2 separate regions of the Bos taurus genome follow, and region 1 is linked to region 2. A link is a contact called in public Hi-C data. All regions are on one chromosome and are shown on one strand. Each heading gives the region's core, a stretch centred on a gene start, on an enhancer-like site or on the middle of the called end of the contact. The rest is flanking DNA. Distances are from core to core; before and after follow the strand shown. Region 1 overlaps VPS13D (vacuolar protein sorting 13 homolog D). Region 2 overlaps DHRS3 (dehydrogenase/reductase 3).

Region 1 (5,851 bases), core at 2,834-5,333, 190 kb before region 2:
TAGAGAGAGAAATGTTTTCATCTTCCTATGAGTTTCTTTTCAATGTGCCTGAAGTATTTGAATAATGAGACTTTTAAGGAGACTTATTTTTTAAAAAAAAAACAATTCTGCCTTTGTGCCAGAGGTGGAAAAATATGATGAAAACCTCCATGAAAAGACAGCTGAGCAAGGCGGGACGCCAATCCGATACTACTTTGAGAATCTCAAAATCAGTATTCCCCAGATCAAGCTGAGCGTGTTCACCTCCAACAAGCTTCCGCTGGACCTCAAGGTGAGCTGCTCACCGGGGAAGTTCTGAAAACCACTTTTCCTGGGAAAAGAATGGATGTGCTTACTACCTGCCTTTTCCTGTCCAGCCTTATCATCTGTAGCAGATACTTTTACAGGTTTCCCTTTTTAAGACAGTTTATCAACTCGTACATGTATTTACAGTTGACCCTTGAGCAGCATGGGGGTTAGGAGCACCCATCCTCCTTGAACTTGAGAATCCACATAGAAGTTATCATTGGCCTTCTGCATGTGCGGTTCTGCAGCCAAGTGCATAGCACTGAAAAAAACCCACGTGTAAGTGGACGACGCAGTTCAAACCCATGTTGTTCAAGGGTCAGCTGTATCTTTTTTTTTTAATGTTGAAGTATAACTTTACTGAAGATTAAAGAGTAACAAAAGAATAAACACAGAATTACATAAAAATGCATCTGCCCTCTGCTTAGCCCTTGGCTTATCTCAGTGAGGCAAAAGCCCATTTCCTGGGCCGCCCCCAGACTCGAGACAAAAGCTGCAGCCCAGACAGTATCTTCTTTTCATGCCCAAGACCCACCTGCTCTCCTCCTCTCCTCCTAAGTATTCATCCCTTCTTGAATGGTCCACAGCAGAATTGTCTACCACCTTCAGGGACGACATGGTCACATACCCACTGAGATGTGGGGCCCCCACCTCACCGTACCAGCATGTGACCCTCCTACAGAGCATCTGGATGTGCACTTGACAGATGCAGTCTGTCTTTATTTTCTATAGTAAAATAAAGACAGATGCAGTCTGTGTTTATTTTCTACAGTAAAATCTATTAAAAATTAAGGGATGTTCCTCAAATTCTGATACAATATTTGACTCAAAAGTCCATATACATTTTCCCCCTATACTGAGTCGCCCCTTAGTGTATAAGAAATCAGAAATTTTAGAGATCCATGTGTCCTTAATGATCCCCTGCTTGATAAACAAGGATTTTGGAGTTCACAGGGCTTTGTCATTGAAGATAATATAGATAGGTGATGTAGAAATAGATAGGTAATGGTAGGAGCAGGAGGAGAACTGGGTGAATGTTGAAAAGCCTTTCCTTGGGTGGAGTCTCCATCTGCCTTCCTGCAGCTGGCACCCGTTACTTCTGGTTCTTTGCTCTGTTGCTCTTAAAGATGGTTACGATGGTGTCTGCCTCCTCACTAACCACCAGTCTAAGAGTCCTGCTGCCCCGTGCTGCCTCCTTGAAGATGCTGCAAGGTGGTTTCTCTTTCTGAGCAGAAGGAGATAGAGACATGAACAAATAAGTAGTAAAACTGAAGTCATAAATATACACACCTCTGGGTCTGCCCACGTCGCAGGCAAGTGAAGCAGCCCAGTGGGGGACGCAGCCCTCAGCGTGTACACAGCCCTCAGCGTGTGCACACTCCATCTGAAATGGGCAGTGCAGCTCAGCTCCAGCCTGTTGTCACGGGGTAATGTGAACCCAGAGCTGCCAGATCTTCGAAATTCTTAAAGTGAAGCCGGAAATCTGGACTTTTATGTGGAATCTCCTGGTCTTTAAGTGTTGGCAACCCATTTGAATTTTTTTGTTTTTGTTTTTCAACATTGTGGGCCTAACAAAACACATGTGCAGACCTCATGTGCCCCACGATTTGCCTGCTCACAACTTCCAAAATAGACTTAAATAGAAATAGGTAATAGGACAGTAGCCTGGTCCACATCAGGTCCTGTTTGGATCAGGACAGGACCAGGGTGATAGTTTCATTAAGGCAGCAAGTGGAGTGAGTGGGTTGGGAGGGCTGGTTGGGAACCAGGAGCTCCTGCAACCACCCTGAGAACAGCGCCTTCTCGATGGACTGTCCTGTTGGCTTAATTTGCTTTAACTTCATGTTCCCCAGGAGACTGAAGATACTTATAATCAGCATGGGAGTGGGGGAAAAACCGTGGGAAAACCACTATCTTGCTCATATTCACAAGTATCCACTTGACTTATGTGACCCTTCGGAATGGGTTTGTTTGATAAAGTATATATTCCCCCAGAACACTTGGCACTCGCCCAGCAAACCAATGTCAACTATTTCCTGAGAGTTAAGGACTTCTTGTTTTTTAAATCATCTTACTAAGAAACACAGACACCTAACTGTTCCCAGTAGAAAACTTCCCCCAAGACTGACAAATGCCGTGTGATTTTCTCCAGTTGAAGTGACTCCAGACCCCAAGTTCCAGGGTATTGACGCTCACCAGTTTGCTTTGGATGCAATAAACTAGGAATCATCGAGGTCTAATGTTTCATTTGACACTATACTGAAGGCCAAAGTTATGAGGTGTGGGCAGGGGACACCCTGAATGTGGTACGTTAATGTCTCACACCAGGCGGTGGGAATTGGGACATCAATATTAAATCCTCAGCTTGTGGAAGTCACCATTTCACTGTGTCTTGAGTTCTCCTCATGGAGTCTGGGACCCATAAAATAATGTCATTTATTCAAAGAGTTTTCTAACAGAGTAATATCCCTTGATGAGCAGCTCTTGGGAAGTGCAATCCTCTCTTTGAGATGACTAGATAACGGCTAAAAGAATGGAGTACCGTCCCAGAGCAGGAATCATGAGAGTCTGACTAAAAGGTCTTTGGTATTGAAGGAATAATTATCTTGATTCTCTTGACTCCAGACCAGAAATGAGGCTGTCAGAAGTCTCAGAGGGAAGTCTCTCCAGGTTTACAGTGAGGGTACATTATTGCCAGATAGAGTGTCTGTTCAGAGGACTCAGAGCAGTCTCACAGGTGCTATCTCGATTGGATTCCTTGCTCTGCGATGGAAGAAGGGGGAGATAATAGCTCCATCTCACAAATGCAGAAAGGAGAGCAGGGCATTCCCCACCCCCCATTCTCCATTATTCTTCCGAGTTTGCATGTTAGAGAGCAGCAGAGTGATATGGAAAATGCCAGGTAGTTTATGTGTTCTTTCGCCTTTTTTTTTTTTTTAAGATCAAAAGAGTCCAGGAACCTTTAAAAGGTTTCACAAGGTGGCCTACAGCAGTCCTTTTCCCATTTAAAGCATTGGGGTATTACAAAAGAAGGGCTTTAATTGAGCAATCTAGTTTGGAAGAAAACCCACATTTTAATGGTCAGAGAGCAAGAGGGTGGGGGTAAGGGGGAATTTCAAACAAAGACACTATTTAAAAAGCCTAAAACTGTCTTCTCAAAGGCTTGAAATAATTTGTTGGGAAACTTCAGACCCTTTACTTTTTTCCTCCCCTCCCTAAATAAAAACCAGATTTGTTAAAAGGAAAAAAGATCCAGTATTGTTAATTGTATTTCAGAAAGTGCCAGAGAGGGAAATATCCCTGTAGTTTTTAAACATGGTCCCAAGAGGAAAATGGGTAAATACCCTGCTTCACATAAACAGTCTCTGTGTACCATAAATAAACCTTTAAAGAATGAATTCCAGACAGTTTGGTTTAGTGCAGGATAAACTGAGAAAGGAAAGGACGTGGCCCAGGGACTTGCTTGTCATCTGAGACCTTATGGCATATGGACAGGTATTTCTTCTTTAACTCTAAAGTTCCTGCAAGACTTCAGCAGGTTTTTTTTTTTTTTGGGTCTGGCGAAGGTAGGAATGGACAGTTTCCTATTTTTATGAGGAACTTATGAGCACAGATTGCCTTCTCCAGTGTCCATTTTATAACGGGAAACTGTCTGCTACTTGAGTAAATAAGCATCAACTTTGTACACTACTGTATTTGATTAGTCATTTAGTTACTGCAAGAAAAAGCCCCGATGGGCTCTTGCCCTCCAGTCTCCTGTGCTTTGACTCGCCAGAGTGACCTGAAGGTGGCAGAGTAACTCATACCAGTGTGCCACAGAGCAGCTTTCTCCACTGTGGGAGGCCCCACAGCAGTACCAGATAAAGATTACATTTTACTCAAAGGCCAGAATATTTCCTTGGTTCAGACAAAGTGTGTTAGCCACTCAGAAAGGGGATAGTGTCTCTCATGAAGGTTTTGACAGCTTAGTAGAGGTATTAAAGTCTTCTATGTATCAATATCATCTGTGGTTCTTCAGTGTTTGGCTGCAGTGAGGAAGTTGGGGTATAAAGCGTTTTGCCATCTCCTTTGTTTTGATCTCATTTCCTGTTCTCTGAGAAGAAAGTGAGGCTCAGAGTTGTATTACCAAAACAGAGTGCTGAACTGATGTTGGTACCTGGCTTTCCCAGCGTATTTATTGTTTGGTTCTGAGAAAAATGGTGAAGCCTGCTGGCCTCAGTTTCTTTGTCAGAGAAATGGGGAAAATAGGGCCTGCTCACTTCATCATCACTCACCGTGTGGATGCGCAAGGTGTGCGTGAATGAGGAGCAGAACGTTTTTCAGGAGAAATAAAATAATCCCCTATTCTGGTCTTCATGCTTTCTACCAGATAGTCACAGTTGTGAAAATGAGCATGCTCAAATCTACGACCTACTAATTATCGGCTACGGGAGTTTAGGCCACCTACTTAATGTTTCTTTGGGGGTTGTTTTGTTGTTGTAGAGTGTTAGGCTGAATTAAAACTTGAGGATGCTCTTAATCTCCGAAATGTTTTATCCTGAAATTTTTTAGTAGGCTACTAGTGACTTCCCAAGGCACCAAGTGCGGTGGTACTCTTTCCTGTCCTATCTCTGGAAGGCCCTCTGCCATGTTCGATACTATGGACTGCCCTGTTCTTGACCATGTCCTTTCTGGTTCTCCTCTGACTCTTCTGTTTGTTTCATCTCTTCTCCCAACCCTATGTTTATCGAAAAGGGTCATTTTTTACCTAGTGGACTAAACTCTCTGGTCATATCACTTGTCCATTTTAAAAATAATTTTATTGGTCTTTTATCACTAATAATTTTAGAAGCTCTTTGTAGAAGTTTTATTTTTGATGTAAGTTGCAAATATTCTTTCTCAGGTTTTTCACTTGTCTTTTTCCTTTGCTTTTGGTGTGCATATTGTTTTTTAACCATACAAAAGCTTTTTACTTTATGTTGTTGAATTTGTCAGTCTTTTTTCTTTTTGAATCTGAATTTCAACCCACTCTCTGGTTTTAAAAAATTGCATCTCGTTTTTCTTCAATTATATCATTTCATTTAAGCATACTCCTATTCCAAAAGAATTTAAGATAGACTCTGAAGATACATGCTGAAGGATTAAAAAATAAGAGAAAATGAAGTATAAAGTCCACTACATTGCATATGAGATTTTAATATAAAGCAGTTTTAATTCAATGGGGAATATATAGGTGTTCTAAAATGTTATTAGACTATCCAGATAGTGATATGGAAAAATATGAAGTTAAATTTGTTATCACAGTCTACATAAGAATAAATTCCAAACAGATCAGAGATTTATTGACATTATTAGCATGAATGAAAAAGTGTTTTTATATTAAAAAAGGAGAGCACTTGGCCTGCTCTCTAAAATCCTTAAATGTCAATCATGTTAAATAAAAATATAATTGGAAAACAGACTATATCCAGAAATTGTTAACAGGCTTATAGCAGACCCAAATCAGCTGAGAACTACAAGAAAAGCTAGACAGAAAAAAGCCCAAAAGTCTGTTGAAGGTATTGGAAAGTTACCAAGTCAGTACTCG
Region 2 (5,247 bases), core at 36-2,535:
GTGTCCTAAGTAACTTCCCGGAATAGTTCCTTTCAAGCCTTATGTTTTCCTTCTAAGTAATGGCATCCTTTCAAAATACACACAAAAATCTCACACAGAATTCTAAGCTACAAGACCTAAGGAAGCTGAGTGAGTTAAACGGAGATGAGGACCCCTGGGAACCCCATCTGCTCCACCTCCCATGGGGTCCCACCTTCTTGGAATCCCTTGGGTGCTTTGGAACCCAGTTTGAAAACTCGGTCCTAAAACCTCAACTGGTGTTGGGGTCTGCCTTGAGGCTGCTGGGGTTCAGATGGCCCAGAGCTCTGTAGAAGACTGAAATGCAGACAGGTATCTGTAAGCACTTCCCAGGAGTATGTTTCAATGTGGACAAAATAATCATATGGTTCATTGCTCAAAGTGCTTTCTTAGCCCCTTCCTTGAAAGGCTACTGAAAAGGGGTTTCAAGATCGACTTCCCCAAAACAGGATGTGGCCAACACAGTCAGGAAAGCTTGAGCCCAGTGACCTTTGCCAGGCTGACTCTTGTTGGCATTAAGTATTACCGGGCCACAGATCTGTATTGTCCACTCTGGCTTGACCTTGGCTTTGGGTTGCAGTACTCCAGAGTCTCCTGCCTCTGACATAGGCTCCAGTTCTGGGCCCTGAATCAGAGCCTCAAGTTGTTGGATGGGTTTTGATTGGATCCAGTCCAGAGGTTCTTAACCTGGTGTCTGGAACAGGCATCAGGGGGACCCAATGATCTCTTAAAAGTATAAAAATTTGTCTCTTTGTGCATTCTTCTTCAGACTGGGTTTATATTACTTTCTCCAGATTCTCAAAGGGCTCCACAACCAGCAAAAGTTTAAGACTTACTGCAAACCCTTTAGTTGCCACCTCCTTCAAGAAGTCTTCTGAGATTTCCTTAATTTACAGTGATCTCTCCCTTCTCTGAATTATCAGAGCTCTAGGTCACTTGGGAGGATCCAGCTGGGTGACCTCGAGTTTAGATGGAAGAAGCCGGCACTCACTCATTCCTCAAAGTTGGCTTCCAGCTAGAGGTGCCACCCTGGCTGTAAATGCATGAAATACAACTGTGCTGCTTTCCTGCTTATCAGTTACGTGTTCAAAGCAAACCCTGATAACCAATGACTACCTTAATACTTTGGCAAGTAACCCACTCATTGTATGCAAATACTGCTGCTCAGTGCTTAAAAAAATGTTTTGGTGAGGTCAAACTTAAGTACATCCTGTTGACTCCTGGACTGCTCATCAATTCTCTTTCCAGAACCGTCTGTGTACTAGGTAGTTCCCATTATTGAACAGCTTGTCTCTTGACCTCTCCATAACCCTGACTGGGGTGGGCTGGGCCAGGCTGATAATATTTGACCCAGAGGGAAAGGGCCTAGTGTTGAAGCTAAAATCCTGGGTTTGAAATCTGCCTTAGGCCAACCATCCAGGGCAACTCACTTCACTTGCTGATGGCCATTGTGGAAAACAGGATGGAGGTTTCCCAAAAAACTAAAAATAGAACTACCCTGCTGCTGCTGCTGCTGCTAAATCGCTTCAGTCATGTCCGACTCTGTGCGACCCCATAGACGGCAGCCCACCAGGCTCCCCTGTCCCTGGGATTCTCCAGGCAAGAACACTGGAGTGGGTTGCCATTTCCTTCTCCAATGCATGAAAATGAAAAGTGAAAGTCAAGTCGCTCAGTCGTGTCCGACTCTTCGCAACCCCATGGACTGCAGCCGATCAGGCTCCTCTATCCATGGGATTTTCCAGGCAAGAGTACTGGAGTGGGGTGCCCTATCAGTCAGCAATTCCCCTCCTGGGTATATATCTGGGGAAAAAAAATCAAGGACACTAATTCGAAAAGGTACATGCACCCCAATATTCATAACAGTGTTATTTACGATTGCCATGATACAGAAGCAACCTCAGTGTCCATAAACAGAGGAGTGGATGAAGATGTGGTGTATATCTATATCCATATCTACACACACACACACACACACACACACACACACACACGCTGGAATATTACTCAGTCATAAAAAAGAATGAAATGTTCTCACTTGGAGGGCATTATGCAAAGTCAAATAAGTCAGAGAAAGACACACACTATATGATATCACTTACATGTGGGATCTAAAAAACACAACAAACTAGTGAATATAACAGCAAAAAGCAGACTCACAGATATAGAGAACAAATGAGTGGTTACCACTGGGTGGGAGCAGCAATATAAGGATGGGGGAGGGGAGGTACACGCTATTGGGTATAAGGCAGGCTCAAGAATGTACTGTATAACACGGGGAATACAGCCAACATTTTGCAGTAATGGTCAATGGAAAGTAACGTTTAAAAAGGATATAAAAATTTAAAAATTATTTTTTAATTGGAAAAAAGAAAAGAAGAAAAGCAGTGGGTTGCTGATCACACCTGCCTCTGGGCCTAGACAGGACAATGAATGTGAAAAAGCCCTGTGGAGTCAATCCTGTAGGCCACCACAGTCACACAGGGTATGCACCAATGTCTCAAGCTGTCTGGGGAGCCCAAGGAAGCCCTCAGCATCCATTTCGGGTCTAAGTTATGACTGATGGCCAGAATGAAGGATGTGAACACAGGCCTGCACCTTCCTACTCCTCCTCTTCTCTCTCCAGCATCCTGGAAAAACCCCACCAAAGGAATGACCCAGCCCCTGAAGGACTCTGCTGAGGTCAGGCTGAGAAGGGCTGTCTTCTTTTAATTTTTGAGCATTGGTCGATTGAAGCTGGTGGCCTCTCTTCCTTGTGGCCCCTGACTCTGTCTGGGTCACTGACATCACTCTAGTAACAATGGTTCACAGAATCAATGGGGTGGAAGGGACCCAGGTGATCATCCAGAACCCAACCTCTCCTGATGCAAGAATCCACAGTTCCCTCACTGCAGCCTGCTGACCCCAGAAAAGCTCCAGAGGGTGGGAAGGTGCTCCCGGGCCCCAGCCTCGTGTGGACCTCCATCCACCTGGAAGGCAGCTGATACTGTCTCCAGCCCCTGAAGCAGTCAACCAAATGCTTCTGGATTGGCCATCCCACCTAAGTCATGGCTTCTGGTCCTTGTCATTTGGAGCCTGCTCCCTGGGTGCCCCCCAGTTGCTCAAGGACCTTCTCAAAGTGTTGACCGATACTGCCTACAATGCTCCTGGGCTCCCTTGACATAGTAGAACTGAAAAGTGTCTCCTTTGCTCAGGGCACCAATACAGTTGCTTTCATTTTCTTTGCAGAGGGAGTTAAATTTCTGTTGCCATTAAAGTCATCTTACTGAAGCTGACTCCTCTTTCCAGAGCATCAGGGGCTTTATTGGAGATGATCATCACACCAGGACGTAAGTGCCACCAGAGAAAACCTTGTTAATGTGGCTCCCTGTGGCAGCCCTAAGCCCAGCTGCCTAAATCGAGGAATGAATTTGACATAGTCACAGTTCCCCAAGAGCCGTGTCACCATTTTTCACCCCAGGCATCCGCAAGCACAGATCATGGCTTGCTGAGCGGAGGTCTCCCCAGCAGACTCTGAGGCCTGGATCCCGGAAGACTCGCACCCATCCCTCCAGAGGTACACCAGCCTACCCAGATCTCCCTTCAGCCCACATACTTCCACTGGACTAAAGATATCAACAGCAGTGTCTTCTCAGATCCAAGCACCAAGCTGAGAGCAGACTCAAGCTTTAGAATGCCCTCAGAAGGGAGCCAGGCAAGTCTGGTCTCAAGTACTTAGAGGAGCCCAAGAAGCACCCCAACCCCTCTCCTGCCCTTGGCCTGCCACCCCCTCCACCCCCCCACCCCACCTCCCTAAGTGACCTGGCCCTAAGTGACTTGGGTTAGATCCTGTCACTTCTACTTCCCTTTGCAGAACAACAGCTCCCAGCTTCACTTGGAGCCAAAGCCAGAGCCGGTTCTAGAGACTGCTGGCCCTACCTGCCCTGCCCTGCTCCCCCAGCTCGCCCCCTGCCCTGCTCCCAGTCTCCTGCCCTGCTCTCCCACCCCACCCCTTCCTGTTCTGCTCCCTGACCCCCCATTACTGGCCCATCCCCTGCCCCCTACACTGCAGCCCTCATTACTCACTCTGCTTCAGCCACAGTGGCCCCCTCCCAGCTCCCCAGATATCCCAGGTACATTTCTTTGTCTGTCTCTTCCCTCTACCTGGAACGCTGCTCCCTCCATTCCCGTCAGGCCTGTCACTGGACCTCATTTGTTTCCTCCTTACTGTGATGTAACGGGCTGTTTTCTGTATCCTGTTTTTATCTGTCTCCCTCACCAAACTGCCGACTCCACTCGGGTGGGGACTGGTGTCTGCTTTGCTCACCGCTGCCGTATCTCTATGCCTAGAACAGTGCTGGGCACACATAGGGTGCACCACAGACTTGTGGAATGAATGAACGAGTTCCCACCAACCACTCATTTGTTAAACTATTCTGGTATTTGGCATTTAAAAAAAATTTTGTGAATTTTAATTATAATTTTTTAAAAATTATCTTTGGCTGTGCCGTGTAGCACAGGGGATCTTACGTCCTAGACCAGGTCGTGCACCCTGCAGTGGAAGCACGGAGTCTTAACCACCAGACCACCAGGGAAGTCCCCTAACACTTTCTTTTCGAGAATCCAGAACTTTAATAAGACTTCATGCCTTTTAAGGGACCTCACTCATCTCACGGCAGACGAGTGTGCATTTGGGAACGCTAGTATCTAAACAGATTTGCTTGTCTCCTTTTCATTTGGCTTCAACTCTTTCCCAACCTTCTTGGTTCATCTGAATAATATGTTTCAAATGTCTCCCTTTCAAGCATCGTATATACTTGGGGTTTTTTTTTTGAGTGTGTCTTCTAAAGGGAGCAAGGAGAACATCTTACAACATTCTAGGTAAGGTTGTGCTTCGGCCTGAGGATACAGAAGAACAGGTTGGGTCTGGAACCATTCGAGCCCAGGTGCCCATAACTATGTGGGCTTTTGAGAGTGGCAGGTTGGGATGAAGACTCTAGGGACAAGTTGTAGTTGAGGACAACAACTGGATCTCTTTCCTTGGGAGAAAGGATGGCTAATGGCTCCCTTCTCATCAATATGGCCAAGATAGTTTTCTCAAAGTGGTAAGGATCGTTTCTCAGCAAATAACAAGATAAAGATGGTACAGAGAAAGTAACTATTTTGATACAGAGACTGGAAGGGCTCTGGGTGGGGGATAAACCAATGGCCAAAGCTCTGAAATGCAGAAAGTTCAGAAGAACTTGGAATCTG

What was found. Hi-C and Micro-C count contacts between places; a contact is called where the count stands out from the background.
Region 1: a contact with region 2 is called in a Hi-C map of liver, with 2.0 times the contacts expected there. The contact joins two enhancer-like sites. A contact is called at or near these places in 2 of 11 Hi-C or Micro-C datasets (liver and skeletal muscle).

What each region holds. Positions count from the first base shown.
Region 1 is chr16:41,312,858-41,318,708 of ARS-UCD2.0, reverse strand. VPS13D (vacuolar protein sorting 13 homolog D) reads left to right here. Exons shown (of 68, transcript NM_001192767.2): 61 at 123-271. Among named protein-coding and RNA genes, the nearest start is that of TRNAG-CCC, 93 kb to the left of the region's middle. Within about 2 kb of position 4,083, at least 18 of the 102 cell types and tissues checked have an H3K27ac peak or open chromatin away from gene starts, as enhancers often do. A contact at or near this core is called in liver, where this site is marked.
Region 2 is chr16:41,116,874-41,122,120 of ARS-UCD2.0, reverse strand. The region is part of intron 2 of DHRS3 (dehydrogenase/reductase 3); the gene reads right to left. Among named protein-coding and RNA genes, the nearest start is that of DHRS3, 9.3 kb to the right of the region's middle. Within about 2 kb of position 1,285, at least 12 of the 102 cell types and tissues checked have an H3K27ac peak or open chromatin away from gene starts, as enhancers often do. A contact at or near this core is called in liver, where this site is marked.